2 separate regions of the Sus scrofa genome follow, and region 2 is linked to region 1. Evidence: chromatin contacts called from public HiChIP or PLAC-seq data. All regions are on one chromosome and are shown on one strand. The core of a region is the stretch at or near the end of the contact, and the rest is flanking DNA. Distances in the headings are between cores, read along the strand shown. Region 1 overlaps ADGRF5 (adhesion G protein-coupled receptor F5). Region 2 holds the start of ADGRF5 (adhesion G protein-coupled receptor F5).

The links. HiChIP or PLAC-seq counts read pairs in DNA pulled down with a chosen protein or histone mark.
Region 2: an H3K27ac HiChIP or PLAC-seq map of skeletal muscle shows a contact between it and region 1, with 7 times the contacts expected there. The contact joins the promoter of ADGRF5 here to the enhancer-like site in region 1. A contact is called at or near these places in 1 of 5 promoter capture datasets (liver), 6 of 47 Hi-C or Micro-C datasets (heart right ventricle, liver, psoas muscle and 1 more) and 1 of 2 datasets of contacts at active chromatin or transcription factors (skeletal muscle).

Annotation. Positions count from the first base shown.
Region 1 is chr7:41,697,793-41,704,180 of Sscrofa11.1, forward strand. It overlaps ADGRF5 (adhesion G protein-coupled receptor F5), which reads right to left. Exons shown (of 22, transcript XM_013978015.2): 3 at 3,153-3,207. Among named protein-coding and RNA genes, the nearest start is that of ADGRF5, 68 kb to the right of the region's middle. Within about 2 kb of position 2,224, at least 4 of the 83 cell types and tissues checked have an H3K27ac peak or open chromatin away from gene starts, as enhancers often do. A contact at or near this core is called in skeletal muscle, where this site is marked.
Region 2 is chr7:41,765,867-41,772,254 of Sscrofa11.1, forward strand. ADGRF5 (adhesion G protein-coupled receptor F5) reads right to left here and starts at 3,556. Exons shown (of 22, transcript XM_013978015.2): 1 at 3,532-3,556.

The DNA.
Region 1 (6,388 bases), core at 974-3,473:
TCTCGACAACCCTGTATAGTATTCCGTATATATTTTTATGTACGTATATATATAAGTTGTGCTTGTGTAAAATATTTTTATGATACATAGTATATGATAGAGGAAGAAATCTATAGCTCTGAAATAAATATGAGTACTGATCCTACGTCTTTAAAAAAGTGTTACAGCCATATCCACGGCACATGGATGTTCCCAGGCCAGGGATTGAATCTGAGCCATAGGTACAATCTGTGCCACAGTTGCAGCAATGCTGGATCCTTTAACTCATTGTCCTGGGCCAGGATTGAACCCATGCCTCTGAAGCAACTGGAACTGCTGCAGTTGAATTCTTAACCCACTGTGACACAGCAGGAACTCTGATCCTACTTTTAAAAATGATTCTATCCCAAATCCTAAAGATATAAACATTTGGTCAGGCCTCAAAAGGAAATTCCTTTTGAGAATTCTCTTTCTCTTGGAAATTTTGTTTGTCTCTCTGGGTTGTTAAAACCTCAGAACACAGACATGTCTGTGTGGCCTCTGCAGAATGTAACCCTCCTATTACTTGCTTTCCTAGTTTTCCTGGAGAGGGATGCTCTTAATTGCAACTTTGATTCTGAGTACCTGCAGCCCAATGCCCCAGCCATTTCAAGACCATTCCTTTCTTCCTTTTTCTATTATTTATTTTACTTATTTATTTTTTAGGGCCAGTGGCATGTGGAAGTTCCCAGGCTAGGGGCTGAATTGGAGCTGCAACTGCCGACCTATACCACAGTTCATGGCCATGCTGGATCCTTAACCCACTGATCGAGGCCGGGGATCGAACCCACGTCCTCACGGATACTAGTCAGGCTCATTACCCTTGAGCCACAATGGGAACTCCTCCATGATCATTTCTTACTTTGGTGATTTTGTAAAAGTATCAAGGCCAATCTCTCTTCTGCGGATGATGGGCTGAGCCACTAACACTTCCAAAATGACTCTAGAGGCCCAAGAGCACAGAGGACCATGTATAAAAAAATAGAAAACACGTTTTCATGATGATTATTATCGTCATGATTTTTTTAAACGGAAGCATGTCTAGAAAAATTTTCGCATGTCAAATCCTTAGATGTAGAGGTGATTTCCTTTCCAAGGGCTAACCTCCCATATTGTCATCATGGATGACAAATGACAGGACCTGGAGATGCAGGAAGATGTGACTTTTACAGCTGTAGAGTCATCAGGTGCCCCTGAAGAAGTTGGCAATCTGAAGCCTAGAAGAAGCTGGCAGAAGCTGGGAGCTGGAAGTTTGATTTGAGGAAGAAAAGCCTTTCAAAACACTGAATGGGGACACAGCCGACCCTGTTCCTGTCATGGGGACAGGGGGTTCAATGGATTGTCAGGGACTGGGTAGAGGGGAAGATGCTCATTTTTAAAGCACAGGCAGTGAAGTCTATGCCATAGACCACTTCAGGGAAGGGAGTGGGGAGGGTCCCCTAGCGTATAACACAGGCTAAAATAGAAAAAAAAGAAAAAGAAAGAACGGAAGGGGAAATGACCAATGGAATGAGCTTCCGGGGAGCATTTCCAGAGCTTAATACAATGTGGTTGAATTTTCATTTCAAGCATCAGGCAACACTGGGAACGGGTTCCTGCCTCGGGAAGAGTTCTACCAGAAACCTTTATCCTGCCTTGGGGGCAAGCCTGCTCCCTCTGACAGCCTACTGTCTCTTTTTGACCCCCAAGACTGAACAGATCAAGTCACAACACGCCTGGAAAATGATTCCGCCACAATGCTACAGGTTAAGAAGTTTCTAGGGGTTCCTACTGCGGCTCAGCAGAAAAGAACCTGACTAGTATCCATGAAGATACGGGTTAGATCCCTGGCCTCGCTCAGTGGGTTAAGGATCCAGCCTTGCTGTGAGCTGTGGTGTAGGTTACAGACGTGGCTCGGATCTGGCATTACTGTGGCTGGGGGGGCAGCTGCAGCTCCAATTCAACTCCTAGCCTGGGAACCTCTATATGCCCCAGGGGCAGCCCTAAAAAGACAGAAGGAAAAAAAAAAAGTTTCTAGATGGTTGGTCCAGCCCCTCAGGCAGCAGACCCTTAGGAAAAGTGAGTTCGCCTCTGATCTCACACAGAGGCAGCGATGACAGAGACCGGCATTCTCTTTATTTGTTCCCTCATCACTGGAGACTCAGGCTACAGTCCAGGCTGCCAAGAGGAAGAGGGTCAAGGGAGCTCATGTCTCTTGGGAGCGGCAAACAGGAAGTCAAAGGATTATTTGCGCTGGGACGGATGTTGGGCTGGGAGGATGTATGGCGGGTAATGGGAACCTGGGAGAGCAGTCCCTCCCCGTCTGGGGAATTGATGGAGGGCCCTCCAGGGCAGGAGCCTGTGTGAGATGAACCCCCAGACAAGCAAAGGGGGATGGATGGTGGGCAGGGCATCCTCTAAGCGAAAAGCCATAGAAGGACATATGAGGGCAAGCACTTAGGGTCCCATGAGATTTGAGTGGATAATCTGATTTCATCTCCGAGGCAACTGGGAGCCCCTGAAGGATTTTATGCAGGGAAATGACAGAATCAAACAGATGCTTTTGCAACATTGCTGTGATGGACGGAGGAGGACCTGGTCCTGGGAAAACGCAGCCTACAGATGTACTCAGCAGCCCAGGGTCCCCCACATGGGAGCGGAGGCTGAGGATGACTTTGCGCTGTGTTCACAGCTCTCGCCTGCCCCCAGCCCTCCAAAGGGCAGAGCTCTGTATTTTCCAGATCGTGGCTTTGGAATTTAGTGGGAAAGCAGGAGTGGGAGGCAGAGGAAGACTTGAGTCTAGAGGTTAAGTTGATCTATAAGATAAAGTGCTGAGTGAGAGTTTTTTTTTGTTTGTTTGTTTTTAAGGCAAAAGGCAAGTCTGCGGGGTTGAGAGCAGAGAAGTGAGGGAAGGGCCCCAGGAAAATTTCAGGATCCGATGATCATAATGGGAGGGACACGGGAATTGAAGGTGTTGATAAGATCCGCTGAATGTCCTTTCATAGAGAATGGAATTCTGTTACAGTTACTTCTGGAAATTGAACCCTGATGCACTCTGAGACTGAATTATGTGGATCCCGCTGTTTCCAAACGTTACAACAGAGAACCTCTGAGGGGACTTACTCGAAAAGATGGCCCAGCAAAGGGTTACGTACCGGCTCGTTTTTGCCTCGCTGGGTCTTCCCCTGCTAGTTCCTGCTCACGGAGAAGCTGAAAGAACATTTGAGACAATTGTCAGTGCGTGTCAGAGACATCTTTTCACAATGGCTTTCTGCTCTCATTGTCCCAGAATGTTCGAGCGAAGCAGAGGGCTGCGGATTTGGGGTCAGCGCCTTGTGCCCTGGGGATGGGGACTGCCCACAATCGAAGCCCGTCAGGAAGATGAAATAGGTTGGCCTCTGGTGTGACTTGGGCCCGGATTTTTTTATAGACCAGTTTCTAGTTTCAGGAGCGGAAGATATCAGCCTATCTGCGTTTCTCAGAGTTCCTGCAGCATGAGGCCTGTCGAAAAAATATGAAGAATGGTGTTCTCCACTGTGCTAGAACTTGAACCCTGAGTCATTCCAGTGACCTTTTAGTTGAGTCTCACGACCTCTCCTCCGCCCTAGGCCTGTCCCCACCCCAATATTCCTGCGGCATTAGGGCTGTTTAGATGGTGCTCGCTTAAAGTTATTTTCTCCTCCTCTGGCCCTTTTTCTCCTGGATGGTTTTACAGATGCCTCCTGAAGCAGGGGCTGTGAGAGTCAGCTGTGAAGCCAGCCTGCCTGGGTACAGAGCTGTGCCCCTTACTAGCTATGTGACCTTGAGGATGTTACTTATCCTCTCTGAGCCTCGCTTTTCTTTCTGTAAAATGGAACAGTAGTGCTGACCTCGTGGAAGTACTATGAGAATTAAACGAATTGCAACATGGAACACGGTACACTCTTAATAAATGCGCGATCGTATAGACCGATAGTTAAGGGTAAAGACACCGCAGACATTGAATCCAGAGCTTAGCTCTGCCCTAAAATGGCTGTGTGACCTTGGGCAAGTGACTTAACCGCTCTGTGTCGCGGGACCCACCTATCATATAGGGATAAATGTAGCTTACCTCATGGAGTTGTTGAGAGGATCAAATGGTTAATAAATGTAAAACACTGGAAGGGGGTTAATGACATGGTAAGGGCTAGTCTGGGTCAGGCATCACACTGTTCTGAGAGCATCATGACCATGGACTCCCCTGTCTGCATCCTGCCACTTACCTTATCTCCATAAGCTCAGCTCTGGTCATTATGTGGCTTCTTTGTTTAAGAGGTGACGTTAATTGGCTCTGCTGCTGAGTTCACTGCCAGCTCTGTAGTTTATAACCTCCCCTTGACCTGACCTGGTATTCCTAGATCATCCCTGCCTCTAAGTGAGTTTTCCTCTGATGTATTTCCCAGCGCAGACTTCCTCAAGGCTCATCAGAAGGGCCAAATAACGCCTGTCCTCCAGGATGTGGGCTTTGCCATCACCTCCATGCACCGATGAATGCCACCCAAACAGAGCTCATTCTGCCATCCGTGGGCACTACCATTTTTCTTCTAGTTATCTCACTTCATAACGATAACAACAATAATTCCTAAAACATCTTCAACACCCTGTGCCGGGTGCTGTTTAGTATGTGGTGTGTGCTCATTTGTTTAATCCTCCTGACAATCTATGGCATAGATGCTGTTATTTGACACATTTCACAAATGAGAAAACACCGGCACAGAGAGGTCAATTAACTTGCCTAAGGTCACACAGCTTCAAAATGGCAGAATTAAGACTCAAACCCAGATAGTCTGCCTCCTAGGTCTGTACTTGCCCATACATGCACCTCATCGTCTTGTTGGGAGATGCCGTGGGAAACTGTGGGGAAACTGAGGGTTGTTCTCAGTGACGCAGTCGCTCCTGACGAATACCTTTTCTCTTTCTTACTCTATTGCCTCCTCTGTCCCCTCCTTCTTTTCAACGACTGGTATCAACAGCCATAGAAAGTGTGGAGGAACCCATACGTGATAGTTCATAAGGGTTCTCAAAGAAACAAAGAGCAGGATGATGGATGGGGATTGGAGTTTTCAAAGCCCAGGTGCCACTCTGTTTGCAGTGATGTTATCTGAGTTCTATGGAAAAGCCCAGGAACCTAGAAATCACAGAGTCAATGTATAGGGCTGGTTCCTGCCTGGCTTCCTCTGGAGCTGCTCAGGCTCTGTGTTGGGGCAGAAGGAAAGGTTCTCCCACTGCCTTCCTGCCTCCATCCGCTTTGGGACTTACAATTACAATTTAATTGTAAGCCACCAGGAAGCTTCCTCTGTCCATGCAAGAGAAGGTGACTACAAGTGGGCACGATTGGGCAGCTCTCCCAGGCCAAGACGTCATTCCCTACATTTTCTTCCCCCCCCCCCTTTTTTTTTTGCCTTTTTTTCTAGGGCTGCTCCCTTGGCATATGGATGTTCCCAGGCTAGGGGTCGAATCGGAGCTGTAGCTGCCTGCCTACACCACAGCCACAGCAACGCAGAATCCGAGCCTCATCTGAAACCTACACCACAGCTCATGGCAATGCCGGATCCTTAACCCACTGAGCGAGGCCAGGGATGGAACCTGAGTCCTCTTGGATACTAGTCGGGTTGGTTATCACTGGGCCACAACAGGAACTCCTCATTCCCTCATTGTCCAGGGGGCATTAAAGAATTAAAGCCCTGCTGCTGGCAGTTGTAGTTAAAAACCGAGGTATGTTTCAGTCCTCTCCTGCAGAACGTTTTAAATCCTTTCCCTTCTCCAATTCAGTTTAGTGAGATTTTGGGTGGGAGGGAAGAAAACTGCCCCCCCCCCTTTTTTGGCTGTGCCAGCAGGCATGCAAGATTTCCCTGGGCCAGGGATTGAACTTGCACCACAACAGCAACCCAACCTGCTAAAGTGACGACATCGGATCCTTAACCTGTTTTGCCAGAGGAGAACTCCAGAAACTGCTTTTTTAAAGAGCACATCACTGGCCATGAGGCCATCTTGAGAAACATTGCTTTTTAACTAATTTTTTTTTTTCTGTTCTGCATTTTTTTTTGTTTTTTATTGTAGTTGATTTACAATGTTTTGTCAAATTCTGCTGTACAGCAAAGTGACCCAGCTATACATACGTATAATTCTTTTTCTCATATTATCTTCTATCATGTTCTATCACAGGTGATTGGGTATAGATTCCTGTGCTGTTTTAACTATTTTCTTTTCTTTTGTCTTTTTAGGGTTGTACCCACAGCATATGGAAGTTCCTAGGCTAGGGGTCCAATCAGAGCTGTAGCCACCAGCCTACGCCACAGCCACAGCAACGCAGGATCCGAGCTGTGTCTGCGACCTACACCACAGCTCACGGCAAAGATGGACCCTTTAGCCC
Region 2 (6,388 bases), core at 2,306-4,805, 69 kb after region 1:
TGAGCACAGGGGCTCAGTCATGACATGACTCCCTTCCATCTCCTCTTTGCCAGGTGGCCTCAGGGAACGACAGAGCCCTGCCCTTCAAATCCTCACGTAGCATGACAGTCGGGAAGGCTGACAGTCCCTGGAGGGTATCGTCCCTGGACACTCAGGAAGCCAGGGGCTTCTTCGCCTTACAGCTCTCTGTCTTGGGCACCGCCTGAGAAAATTAAGGTCCAGAGAACAGATGGGGCCAGCCCTCCTCCTGGCAAGGGAGTTGCAGGTGCTGGACTATATCGCAGCGCTGAAGCACAGCCCAGCTTTCTTCCTACTAAATCACTCTGCCTTCAAGCTCCTGCTTTCTTTACATGGAGGTGCCAGCTTTCGTTAGAGATAAGATATTTAATTTTCTTTCAGGCTACTTTTTCCCTTTCTTTCTTTCAGGCTTTTTGAGGAGAAGCAAGAGAGGAGGATTAAAAAAAAAAAAAAAAAAAAAAAAAAGCACATCCTCCAAGTTCCCTGGTGGTCTGACAGGTTAAGGATCTGCTGTTGTCACTGGTGTGGCTTGGGTCACTGCTGTGGTACAGCAGTGGAATCTCCACATACCATATGGGTGGCCAAAAAAAAAAACATCCATTTTCTATCTGCACAGAGGCAAGACACACATTTGTGTCCTTCGTCATCGTATTCCTAGCACGTAGTGCTGTACCTGGTATGTGGAAGGTGTTCATTATGTTTTTGCTGAAAAATGAGTAAGTCTCTGACTTGGAGAATGAGGGGCACTGAGAGAGAAACACCTCACAGGAGACACTATCCACAGCGACATAAAGAAATAGATTCTAGGAGTTCCCTGGTGGCGCAGGAGGTTAAGGATCCAGCATTGTCACTGCTGTGGTGTGGGTTCGATTTCCGGCCCGCAAACTTCTGCGGCCTGGAAAAAAAGAAGTAGATTCTAAAAGGCATGGCACCGGATAGGTCCTCAAAATAGTTGGTGAACAAAATGAATCCGTCAAATCTCATGTGGGAAAATGATACAGAGATTGGCACGCTCCTTGAAAAACTTCAAACTATATAGCTCTCAATCTGGCGGCGACTGGGGGTTCTTTGCTCAACATATCCATTCATGGATTCATCCATTCGTTCATTCATGAATTCAGAAATACTGAGCACAAGCTATGCCCCTGGCATTGGTCTAAGGGTTATGGTTTCAGAAATCAGTGAGCAGAAACTCCTCAAGGATGAAAATAAACCTAGCAACCATCACTTAATAAACTAAGGGCTATGATAGAAGCATTTCGCTAAGTGCCATAAAACCACGGACTTGAGGGTCACTTAGTATAAGGCAGACTGGGGGGGGGGGAACAGTCTGGCAGCAGTGGGTACTCAGGTGGAGAAGATGAATGAAGTTATCGGGGTCACAGGGCACAGCACCCAGAGACATAGGTGGGCATCAGAGCTCTGGGGTCTTAGGGAAATGGAAGTGTTTGGGTAGAGCTGGAAAGTCAGGGGCTGAGAGGAGGCTGGACAGGCTGATAAGGAGCAGATCTTGAAGACTCAAGGTCAGGTCTAGCCTCCTTAAGTCTTGGGGGCTTTGGGCTTCACGAACTTTTTTTTTTTTTTTTTTTTTTTGTCTTTTTTGTCTTTTTGCTTTTTCTAGGGCCGCACCCACGGCATATGGAGGTTCCCAGGCTAGGGATTGAATCGGAGCTGTTGCTGCTGGCCTACACCAGAGCCATGGCAACACGGGATCCGAGCCGCTTCTGCAACCTACACTACAGCTTACGGCAACGCTGGATCCTAACCCACTGAGCAAGGCCGGGGGTCGAACCTGCAACCTCCTGGTTCCTAGTTGGATTTGTCAACCACTGAGCCACGACAGGAACTCCCTGGGCTTCACAAACTTTAAAGTGCATATGAATGCATCACCCAGGGATCTGGTTAAGGTGCAGATTCAGTTAAGTCTGAGAAGATCTGAGAAGGTGATAGCGAACCTGCATCTCTAACAAGCTGCCCAATGATGCCTGATGCACCTGGACCCCTCGTACCTTTTAGGCTGTAAGCCATGGGGTGCAATGGAGATATTTCAGGATCAGACATGATTAGAATTGCATTTTCCAAAGAACCATGTAGCAGGGTGTGGAGGGCGGGATGGAAGGAGACAGGGCTGGGGTATGATACAGAAATGGCAAGAAATTTTGAGCATCTGAACTAAATAAGTTAGGAAAGAACAGTCAACACGCCAAGAAACAGGTGCAAATTGACTGGTATGGAGTTGCTCTAAAACATTTCTCCCAGAGGAAAGGTCGCTTGTGAGGTCAAAAGTGAAACAATAAATCCTAAGAGGCTTTTTAAAATCAGAGAAACATGTAGCATTATTTGAATCAGCCTAGACACCCCCCACAGCTCTGCATCTCCTCGAACACTTCATCTCGAGCCCCAATAATAACTGGAAAAAAGCAAAATCCCTGTAGATAATGACCACAAGAGAATAAAGACAATCAGCCATCTCCATCCTCACTTGAAAGACCTTGTCACTACTTGCGTCTCGTTTCAGGACACTTCAGAGAGAATGATTATTTCATAACAAATTCTGGAAAATCACAAGGCAGTCCACCTGAACACAGGGAGCCTTCAATGTTTTTGACTGACAGGAGCCGAAATTAGAAACAACGATTTATATTCCCTGTTAGAAAATCCTTTAACTGAAAGACTCAGAAAAATTAAAAAAAAAAAAAATCAAGACCCGTAGCTACATCTACCTTGTTGAAAAAGAAAAGAAGACGGTCCCCTTTTTTCTCTTAGAAGCCCCCGAATGCAGCTTCTGATGGGATCTGTCTTCCCAAGCAAAAAACAATCAGCCTCAGGTTCCCTGTCCTAGGCTGCTTGGCATTCTTTCTCCAAAGAGGTACAAATCTTTCTCCAAAGGTGACCCAAAGTCCACCTCCCCTCTCACTGTGTTTCTTCACGGTCCTGTAAACGAGTGCATGTCCACCAGACACGCAGGTGAAAAGCATGCAGCCAACTAGAAAAAACCATATGGACACACGCGTCTGCTTCAACAAATGAACCAAAGAGAAAAGGGCAGCAGACCTACCTTTCTCTTCGGTGCTGTGCAGGCTCCTGAAATTTAACCCTGGACCGAAAAGCTTCCCAGCAGGCAGTGAAACTTAAAGGCCTCCCATTCAATCCCACGGCCCCGGCGGGGAGGGTGGGGTTTCCCCAGGTCAGACCTGAGCTCCTCGGGCTCACAGGGACCTCAGGGAGCAGAGGTGACCTGCCTTCTATTTTCTGCTGCAGGAAGAGCCTCAGTGTGGCTGGACGTGGGGGCGGAGGCCGGGGGAAGGGAAGTAATATGGGAACCGTATTAAATACAAGCTCCTCTTCACATGATTTCCTGTATTAGGTGCCTGGTGCCTCTCTCCGGGCTCCCTCGGGGAAATAAGAAATTTAAACGTGTCCTTTGGCCACTGGCAAGATGAGAATAAACATGCTAAGAATCATGGAAATAAGAAGGAGCGGGGGGCTGGCTGATGGGCCAGCTAGGTTTACCTTGTACCAAGGGCTTTCTTCCTGAAGTTCCTTCAAGTGTTTGACTCTGCAAAAGTCAAGAAGGCTCGCATCCTCTTCCATGGAGCTGAAGGATTTTTCTGGCCATGGTCCAGAGCTCTTGCTCCAGAGCCGCTGGGGAGAGGCAGGCCTGAGAAGGGTCTGTTGGCCCAGCCTGAGGAAAACCCTCTCACTGTGTCTCTGGACACGCGATGACAGTCTGTAGCTAATTTTAATGCGATTCCTCAAGTCCCTGGGTCATTTTGTTTGAGGGTTTAAAGATTAATCTGAAGACTAGCATCCATAGATGGCTTAGAAGCAGGACCCCTTCCATAATTGGTGGGGCAGGATGCAAAATGAAAATGTGAGGCCACGCCTTCAAAAATTAAGGATCTCGGAGTTCCCATTGTGCTTAATAGGTTAAGAATACAACTCGTCTTCATGAGGATTCAGGTTTGATCCTTGGCTTCGCTCAATGGGTTAAGGATCTGGTGGTGTCGTGAGCTGTGGCATAAGTCACAGATACGGCTAGAATCCAGTGTTGCTGTGGCTGTGATGTAGGCTGGCAGCTGCAGCTCCGATTCGACCCCTACCCTGGGAAATTTCATATGCTGCAGGTGCAGCCCGAAAAAGCATAAACATTTTTTAAAAATTAAGTATCTTGAGATGGCGACAGCAGCATGTTAAACCTAGCGTGGGGGCCCTTCTGGGTGCAGGGCTGTTTGTCGCTGTAGAAGATGAACCTCCCTGAGGCCTGTCCTGCCATAGTGTCACTAAACTCAAATTTGTGAGCCCAGCACACAGTAAGACCAAACAATCCAACACATGGAAGCAGAGAAAGGTTAATGCAGGGTCATGCAAGGAGATGCAGGGGCTCATGCCCCCCAGACCCCAACCTCCATGAAAGGGTTTCAGCAAGGCATCTTTACAGGGGGAGGGGGGAGTTCCTACTGTGGTGCAGCAAAAACAAATCCGACTCTTAACCATGACATTGTGAGTTTCACCCCTTGCCTGGCTCAGTGGGTTTAAAGATCCATTTGGCATTGCCTTGAGCTGTGGTGTAGGTTGCAGACACAGCTCGGATCTAGCCTTGCTGTGGCATAGAGGGGCAGCTGCAGTTCTGATTTGACCCCAGCCTGGGAATTTCCTTGTGTCATGGGTGTGGCATATGGGGGGAGTGTCCCTTGGGATGTGATCACTCATGCGCAGGTCTCTGATTGGCTGCTGGTGAGGTTTCATGGTTGTGTCACAGGGGTTCATTTTTTCTATCCTGAGGCTCCTGAAGGCCTGGGGTCTACGTGCTAAAAGTCATTGGGTAGTTAATGTCTTCCATTTGGTGGTGGTTTTTAGCATCCGAAAAACTCAGGAAATATGCATGAAATACTATTATCTGGGTACTTCAGAGAGGTGTCAAGAAAGGGATGTGGGGGAGGGGTCTCCCCCCGCCAGCTCCAGGAAGGCCCCCTAGGGTCCTGCTCAATTCCCACAGGAAGAAGGTTGGAACTCTGCGTGTGTTGATTTTAATTAGCTGTGTCCTTGAAAAGCCTGGACTATTTTGTTCAGAAAGACGACACGTGCACCCGCAGTGCCCTCAGAAGCTGGCACAAAGGGGAGAGAGGCTGGCGATGGGTGTGAGCGAGCACAGACCACAAAAACATCCCAGGGTTAAAATCCCACCAGTGGTGGAGTTCCCTTGTGACACAGTGGGTTCAGGATACAGCTTGTCACTGCAGTGGCTTCAGTTTCTGCTATGGCGTGGGTTCAGTCCCCAGCCCAGGCGTGGCCAAAAACAACAATACAGGAAAACAAAACAAAAAATTTTTGGTTTTTGTTCACGCAGTCGAAGAATGAACTCCGTGAACACACAGAGGCAGCAAGCAAGCAATATATACATAATAAAACAAGGCCTGTAGGGAATTACTCTCTGGAGCCCTTAAGCCACAAATGTAAATCAGTGGCCAAATCAAAGAAGGCATCGAAGCCCATGCTCCCACACTGACTATCTGAGTTAGTATTCTTCCTCCGTAGCAGAGACACATAGTCCAACATTTACAAAGATGATGAAAAAGTGCTTTATTCAGAATATCTAGTTTTGTGCAATCCATTGTAATTTAGTACATGCAGCGATCTCAAACAAAGCAGTGATGTTTCTTTTTTTTTCTTTTTTTGCTTTTTTAGGGCCACACCCTCAGCATATGCAGGTTCCCAGGCTAGGGGTTGAATCAGAGCTGTAGCTGCCAGCCTACGCCAGAGCCACCGCAATGCCAGATCCAAGCCGAATCTGTGACCTACACCACAGCTCACCGCAACGCCAGATCTTTAACCCCTTGAGCGAGGCCAGGGATCGAACCTGCATCCTCATGGATACTGGTAAGATTTGCTCCTGCACATCCCAGTCAGAGCAATCTCTCAATTGCAAACGTCATAAAATGACCCCCCTGCTTAAAGTCTTTCAGTAGCCCAAGGACAAAGGCCAAATGTTCAGCAGGCTCACGGCCCCTTCCAGCCCAACTATTATCCTCTCCCACCTGCCCTCAAAACCCCCTCCAGCCGCTCACCCTTTTCCTTCCCTCCATCTCCACCTCTCTCATCCGCCAGAAGTCGCTCTATGAAGAATGTCTTCCCCTAGCCCCCAATCCTTGGACTCTCCCATCCTCTAGAAAGTTCTTTTCTGATTCCGGGGCCCCTTGGGGATTCTCCCTCAGCAAACCATGCTCATATTTCTCAGAACACTCATAACACTCAGAAGGCAGGGAAGTCCTGTCCCTTGTCCCCATTTCCTGCTGGGCTATAAACTCTCTAAAGGCATGGACAGCCTCACACCCCAAGACTAGGACCCAGGAGGGCGTGATTCGCGTTG